Regions from separate parts of the Danio rerio genome. Here region 1 is linked to region 2. A link is a contact called in public Micro-C data. All regions are on one chromosome and are shown on one strand. Each heading gives the region's core, a stretch centred on a gene start, on an enhancer-like site or on the middle of the called end of the contact. The rest is flanking DNA. Distances are from core to core; before and after follow the strand shown.

Region 1 (3,706 bases), core at 267-2,766, 300 kb after region 2:
AGATTGTATTCAGTTTAGCACATTACATACTCCATGATCCATAAGTAAGCAAATTCTAAAGGCATACCAATAAATAATTAAACATGTAAATCATTACATAGGCATGGGCCGGTATAAGATTCTGATGGTATGATGACCTTGGTATGAAAAAAAAATCAGTTTTACGATATCACAATATTGTGCTCACTGCTCTAAAATATACACTTTTTAAATGTCTGGGTAAAAAACTAAAACTTATTTCCCATTTGAACACAACATATTTTATTTTGAGAAACATTTAAAATATGTTGTAACAGTATCAGCATCATTGACTCCTGCTGTCTTTATTCATTTCAAAAACACAAATTTCTTTACAATTTAAAACGGCATCTTTGGTTATATTTTCAGCTAGAGATAATGTTGTCTTAATGACAAAAAAATAACGTAAATCTTACAGATAACGTAGGAACGGTATAGCAGAAAATTTTGCGGTTTTAAAACCTTGACTTCTCCAAACCGTGGTATACCCTGAAAACGGTTATCGTCCCACGTCTATCATTACGTACGGTTTAATCATTACATTTATTTAGGAATAGAGGTTACTGGGCTCTTTATAAAGTGATTTACACAGTGGACTGAAAATTAATGCGCTTGAGTTGCACATTTCACAGCAAAGCACGGGCTGCAGTAAAACAAACAAAAAAAAAATACAGGATTTAGAAAGGCCTTGTTCTCACTCTATAAAGATAATCTGGTATTAGTGGAGCGGGATAAACCACAAATATTTGCCTCACAGCACTGACAAAAGAGAAACATTTAGCCTTGGTTAACAGTTGCTGCTGCTTTTCTCTCCAACGTTAGCTATAAATATGTGTCATATCAACGAAAGGGCTGAACTACGAAAAATTAATTATAAGCACATTTATAAACAATCATTACTAAAAAAATCGTTATTTTACATTGTTCATTTTACAGGGTAGTTGTACATATAACTACAAATATTTATTATCTACCTGTAACGTTACTTGCTATAAGCAATTGTGCTCAGTTTACTGTTATTACTACATTGAGTTGTACCCGTAATGTGTGTAACGATGACACACTAACATGTTTACCGTTAACACAAATGAATTCACACCTGCTTTTGTATCACATACACCTGCTGCTGATTTATGTAGTTTAGACAGAACACAAATCCTCTGACATGTTTCGTGACTAAAGTAGTTAATTCTGGAAATTTCATAAAATAAACGACCGTGAATGGAAAATTCTGGAACTTTAGTGACATTTTAATTGCACTTTTCTTTTCAGAAACATTCTCGTTAGCATCTTTGCTAACACCTCTGGTTTCAGAGAGTAACAGTTTGTTTGTTAAAGCTTGTATCGGACACCTCGATTTGAATAATGAAAGCATATATATAGGGGTCATTCTGCCATATTTTATTGGTAGAAATAATTTTCAAGCCGGACTCTAAAATAAAACGTAATAACACCAACCTTTTCCTGAGCCAGCCTGCTGGGTGTTGTTCGCCCTTCTTTTGAAGCCGCTGCGGAACAGTCGAATGAGTTTATTTAGCGCCCCCTGGAGGCTCGACGGTCACTGTGTCTCCCCACACTACAGGCATGGTGACAGAAGAACTCCATGCGCCACAGATTTCTGACACGCTTTGTCAAAAGGTACAAAAATCGAAATACGTGTGTGATACTACACGATACCTACCATCCAGAATAACTCGATTAGAAGACATATTAACCAGCAAATACTGGGGGAATGTCTAAAGAATTTAACTAAATACTAAATATAAAACTAAATTCCTGTTGTGTGCAGACATGCTCGAGCTTTATACTCTCATTCTACTTTGCAACCGAAATGTAAAAAATACTACAGTACACAATACTACAAGTAGCCTACAATAGTACAACACTATATTGTCTTTTTGAACCTTGCTGTAGTCTTTCATTTCACTGTTTACAACTCTTTGTTGAATGCTACAGCATACTGTGAACCGATTACCTGTAAATAAAAACTCTCGTGTACTTTAGTTTTTACTACAGTAAACTGTGGTGTATTGTAATATAATATAGCCAATAATTGTAGAACCTACAGTATTGGTTAATTTGTTTTTATAACTAAAGTATTGTGTTAAATAGCCAATACAACTTCCACATAAAATTAGTTCAGGTACTTTACTATTGTTCACATACTTTATTGTATGTTCAAAACAGTATTCAGTATTTGTTTTAAATCATTAGCATTTTTTCATGTTGTATTTTTTAATTGAAGGTTTAGGCCATTTGTTTTAATGGAATTGGCAATGTAACTGCACTTTAGTTTTTTTATATACATCGTTTTACAATCAAATTTCTACATTTTCATTTTATAGTATTTTGTATTTCCAGAACATTTCAAAGAATATCTGGAAATTTTAAGGGAAATCTGGTCTTTGTTTAAAAAAAAAAAAAAAAAAAGAAGCTCGAATGATGTATGGTATAATATGGTATGGCATTTGTCTAGAACAAAAAATATCCAGATTTTATTGTGATTTTAAATGTGTAAATAGTTTTGTAATCCCAAAGTACACTTTACTCTTGTTACTTTTTCTAGTGTACATATAATCAAGACATTAAATCCTAAGTGTCAAAGAGATGTTCTTGTTTTTATATCTGCATATGAATGAACCTTTTCTATTCTTATATAAAACTTGAGATCTGGAGAATTGTCATTCTTGACACACCTCTCGAAAGGATACCCATGATTTAAATCTTCTGTGAATTTACTCAAACTTGAGCTAACCATGACCTTGGTGCTAATTTTATATATATATATATATATATATATATATATATATATATATATATATATATATATATATATATATATATATATATATATATATATACACACACACACACACACACACACACACACACACACACATATACTTTACTAGTACCGAGTTGAGCCCCCTTTTGCCTTCCAAACTGACTTAATCCTTCGTGGCATAGGGTTCTATAAATATTCCTCCGAAATTTTGACCTATATTGATATGATCGCATTATGCAATTGTTGCAGATTTGTCGGCCACACATACATGATGCAAATCTACCGTTTCCCACCACATCCCAAAAGCCCAAAAGTGCTCTATTGGATTGAGCTCTGGTGACTGTGGAGGCCATTTGAGTACAGTGAACTCATTGTCATGTTCAAGAAACCAGTCTGAGATGATTCATACTTTATGACATGGGTCGTTATCCTTCTGGAAGTAGCCATAAGAAGATGGGTACACTGCGGTCATATAGAGATGGACATGGTCAGCAACCATTCTCAGGTAGGCTGTGGTATTGACACGATGCTCAAATGGTATTAATGGGCCCAAATTGCCATGAAAATATCCCCCACACCATTACACCACCACCACCAGCCTGGACCGTTGATACAAGGCAGGATGGATCCATGCTTTCATGTTGTTGAAGTCAATTTCTGACCTTACCATCCGAATGTTGCAGCAGAAATCGAGACTCATCAGACCAGGCAACATTTCTCCAATCTTATATTCTCGTATTTTTTATGCCTGTGCGAATTGTAGCCTCAGTTTCCTGTTCTTCACCTGATGTGCTGCTGTAGCCCATCCGCCTCAAGGTTGGACGTGTTGGGTGTTCAGAGAAGCTCTTCAGCATACCTCGGTTTTAACGAGTCGTTATTTGAGTTACTGTTGCTTTTCTATCG
Region 2 (3,756 bases), core at 594-3,093:
TCTGCGTCACAAAAACAGCAGCTGATTCATTTTTTTTTTTTTTTTTAACATGTAATAAAATATAGTTACTCTTGGACATGAATAATCACTGGACATGAACTATATTTCAGACCTTTTCTAGAGTGTCCTCCCAGGACAGCACACTGAAGAGCCTGCGCATGGGCTGTTGGACCGCCTGCACTAGGGAACCGATGAGCTGTTCGTCCTCTGCTTTCTCCACCTGCACTACAGACAGACTGGCCCTCCACTCATTCTAGAGTCAGAGATGAATAAGAGAAGAAAATATTTTCCAGTCCTTTAACGCAAATATAAAAAATTTGCATTGTATAAAGTAGAATTTTTCATTCAATCAGCCATTAAGCAACATGAGGCTTAATAAATGACTAATTAATAAAAGCCCACATAAAAAAACAATAGTCATTTGTAGTAAATATTATAGTGTTTTTGAATATTGTAAAGTTTTAATCTGTTGTAGTATTAAATAATTACTCTATAATTAGAGTAGCTGTGGTAATAATACAACAAATGACCCAATAAAGTATTAGATTTTCTACAGCTATATAAATTATGTCTACCATACATCACAGTTCAGTGTATACCACAGCATTACGTTACAGTTGATCAGTTTGTGATAGTTAATTCTACAATATGCTGTAAAATGTATTAACAAAGTGTTATAAACACTGTCAAATAGGAGAAATTCTACCAGAAGCGAACATTTTCATTTATAAAAAAGGTGACAGGGCCTGACTTGTCGTCCTCAGAAAATCATACAATTCAATGATAGACTGCATCATTGAGCACTGTCAGCTTTTTCTCCGTCTCCGTGCTTATAGGTGTATTGCATGCATTTTATTATTAATTTAATGCAAATGTGATGTGACAGGACTGACAGAAACGGGACAACTATAAATTTATTTGTATTATATATTTTAAGGATTTAGTTGTGTAATTTGTTTATAATTTCTTGTTTTTAATCAATTGATTGAATGATAACACTATTAACAATATTATTATAAAAAAAACTATTAAAACTATATATTTTCATGGACAAAGATTAAATATCTTAGATGATCTAGAAAATACAGGCTATTGAAGAAGAACAACAGTTTTAACATGATATAGGTAATTTATATTTTACCTCCTCAAATACAGCCGCAGAAAGAGAAGTCTCCCAGCTTTTGTTAGCAGCGCCTGCCCCAGTTGGAGTTGCTCCGGACGGAGTACTACTTTTATTCCGTTTGGGTGGCATATTTACTATAATTTCATTATATTTACGGATTACACTTTAAATATGTAATAGATACCACAATAATTACCACAATTTAGATACTATCGTTTCACTTTAAAGCGTAAACTCCCAAGAAAAGTTTGCTCGTCTGTATGAAATTTCCAAAAGCGTCGTGGTAACCTATGGAAACCAAACAGGCTTGCGTATTTTAAGCGACGTTAGTTTCGGCAAAGTTTAAATAGGATACAGCTGCGGATACTCACGTCAGCATAGCATAATTTCTGTGACACTGTACAACAATAATTAATATTTTTAAATTACTTTGAAGGTTGCGTTTGGGGTTGTGGCAGGGGTAGGCGCTCATAAAATCTATTTTAATGAGTAAGTTAAAAATAGTATGAATAATTTTCAGTATAATTACTGTTTTTTACATTACAGTAAGATTTGGGTTTAGTATTGTGGTAGGGGAAGATGTTATTAAAATAAAACTTTTAGGTAATTTAATCAGTAATATAATCAATTCTCGTTAACTTCCGGACGCAGCTGTATCTCTTTTAGTAACAACCCGTTCGGCTCGTTTCAAGCCTCTGAGCACGCGCAGACCGGATATAGACCGTAACGTCACTGTCGTGCGACAGCGCTGAACATGGCGAGCAGCAAAAAGAGTGCACTTATTTCTTCACTAGCCGCTTATGGAGACGATTCAGAGCAGGATTCAGATCCAGACACAGATGATCAAGGTAAATCATCTGATAAATGTTAGCAAAAGCTTGTGAATACCTCGAGTTTGTTACTCGTATGGGTTTGTTGTCAGTGTGTTGAACGTAAGCGGCACGACAACTGACAGTAATGCAGGGAATGTATTCATTTGGAAATAACTTGCATTGTGAGCCATATTACTTTTATGCGCTCAAAACAATATATTTTCTTTATGGCTGGGTTTGTGAGGGTTTACATTTGTAAGGTTTAAAGATTACAGGTGGGTACTGTAGAGAGCAGTACGTTGTGGCCTATTTTATTTACTTAGGTGAAAATATATAATTAAAAACATCTTCATTTGACTTTTAATTTTAAGATTAAATAAATAAGTTTAAGATTCTAATATTTTTGTTACAACAGTAAAATTGGCGGTAGTTCCCAATATGCCAAATAAAATGGTGCAAGTCATATGAGAAATTGATGTCTTATTGGTTGTTAGTTAAGGATTACAGGAGTAACAAGTGTTGTTGCTGTAGCTGTCCAATATTAGGCTAAAGTTGGTTTTATATTTTGAACATTCAGACTTTTTCCTAAATATCTTTTTTTTTTAAATGTATTATTTGCAAATTCTAAATAGGCAAGTTATATATTAGGATATTAGCAGCCAAAAAATATCAAAGCACAACCATGTTCACAGTCAGTTAAATAGTGCTAACGTTGTTTTGATGTCACACTTGTATGTTATTTCTGACCAAATATTCAAAGCAGTATGGTAAACAATATAGGCACTGTGTTACAAGCGGTCACTGAACGAACGTGTGAATATGAAACCAACTTCAGGTTTAATCTGTCCAATTCATGTGTGTTTAAGACCCAAATACATTTAGTCACCTTGGAATTGTAAGGTTCTATCAGCGTTCTAAATGATTTTGAGATTTTGAGCTTCAAAGTTTTCGCATTTAGTATAGCAAACAATATGTGTGGAACAGTTCTCTTTCATACATTAACATAACAAAGACTCTAAATGTACTCTAAATGTAAATGATCAAAGTTCTCTTAAATTTGCAAATTGGAAAATGCAGATAGAACCTTCTTATTCTGAAAAGTAATTTTCCACTTCGTATTATAAGGTTCTATCTGACAGACCATTTATTGTAGCATTATTTTTCCAGAAATAGAATCAAAAATATACCAATTGGTGTTGTGACTATGTTGATTCTTGCGAAAGGTAAATTTTAGCTTTTTATAACATTTCATGTTATAGGATGAATATTGTTTTCTTGTTCAGATTAAGCATACAAGGCTGTGCTAAATATTTTGTCCAGTGCAGCTGTTAATTTTATCTAATTAATATGCTAATATTTACTAAATTTTATGCTTTATATAAACTATTGAACTTTATTTATTGAATAATGTCCCATGAATTCAATTAAGTGTTTGCCCTTCAAGGCTTTATATTAAATTTAAAGACTTTAAAAGAAAACAGACAATGAGCAAATGAGTTTAATAAACACTGAAAAATATTTCACTGACTTTATATGCACAAATAAAATTAGTTCACACATTTGATACAGTATATAAAATTGTTTTAAAATAACTGTTTCTTTTTCAACGATAGAAAATTTAACATTTCATCTCAATGTCAAAAAATGCTTCTAAATCATCAATCATACGCCTCAATTTTATGTGGTGCGGCATTATTTAGCCGACTCTGATTTTGTGTGATTTTTGTCTTCCTGGTGTTTCCCGCTGTCAACGGAGCAGTCCAGCGATATGACAAAGAAAGCTTATCCTGATTGGTCCTCGTGCGTGCATTAAAAATGCTA

The links. Hi-C and Micro-C count contacts between places; a contact is called where the count stands out from the background.
Region 1: a Micro-C map of caudal fin shows a contact between it and region 2, with 3 times the contacts expected there. The contact joins the promoter of ccdc124 here to the promoter of sap30bp in region 2. A contact is called at or near these places in 2 of 18 Hi-C or Micro-C datasets (caudal fin and an unstated tissue).

The regions. Positions count from the first base shown.
Region 1 is chr8:15,121,662-15,125,367 of GRCz12tu, forward strand. It overlaps ccdc124 (coiled-coil domain containing 124), which reads right to left and starts at 1,517. Exons shown (of 5, transcript NM_200565.2): 1 at 1,477-1,517. slc5a5 (solute carrier family 5 member 5) reads left to right here and starts at 1,588. Exons shown (of 16, transcript NM_001089391.1): 1 at 1,588-1,656.
Region 2 is chr8:14,818,659-14,822,414 of GRCz12tu, forward strand. sap30bp (SAP30 binding protein) reads left to right here and starts at 1,844. Exons shown (of 11, transcript NM_199565.2): 1 at 1,844-1,971. The coding sequence starts at 1,878. spag17 (sperm associated antigen 17) reads right to left here and starts at 1,413. Exons shown (of 19, transcript XM_073910116.1): 1 at 1,142-1,413; 2 at 113-253; 3 at 1. The coding sequence starts at 1,252. LOC101886593 (a long non-coding RNA gene) reads left to right here. Exons shown (of 7, transcript XR_011016541.2): 7 at 111-258.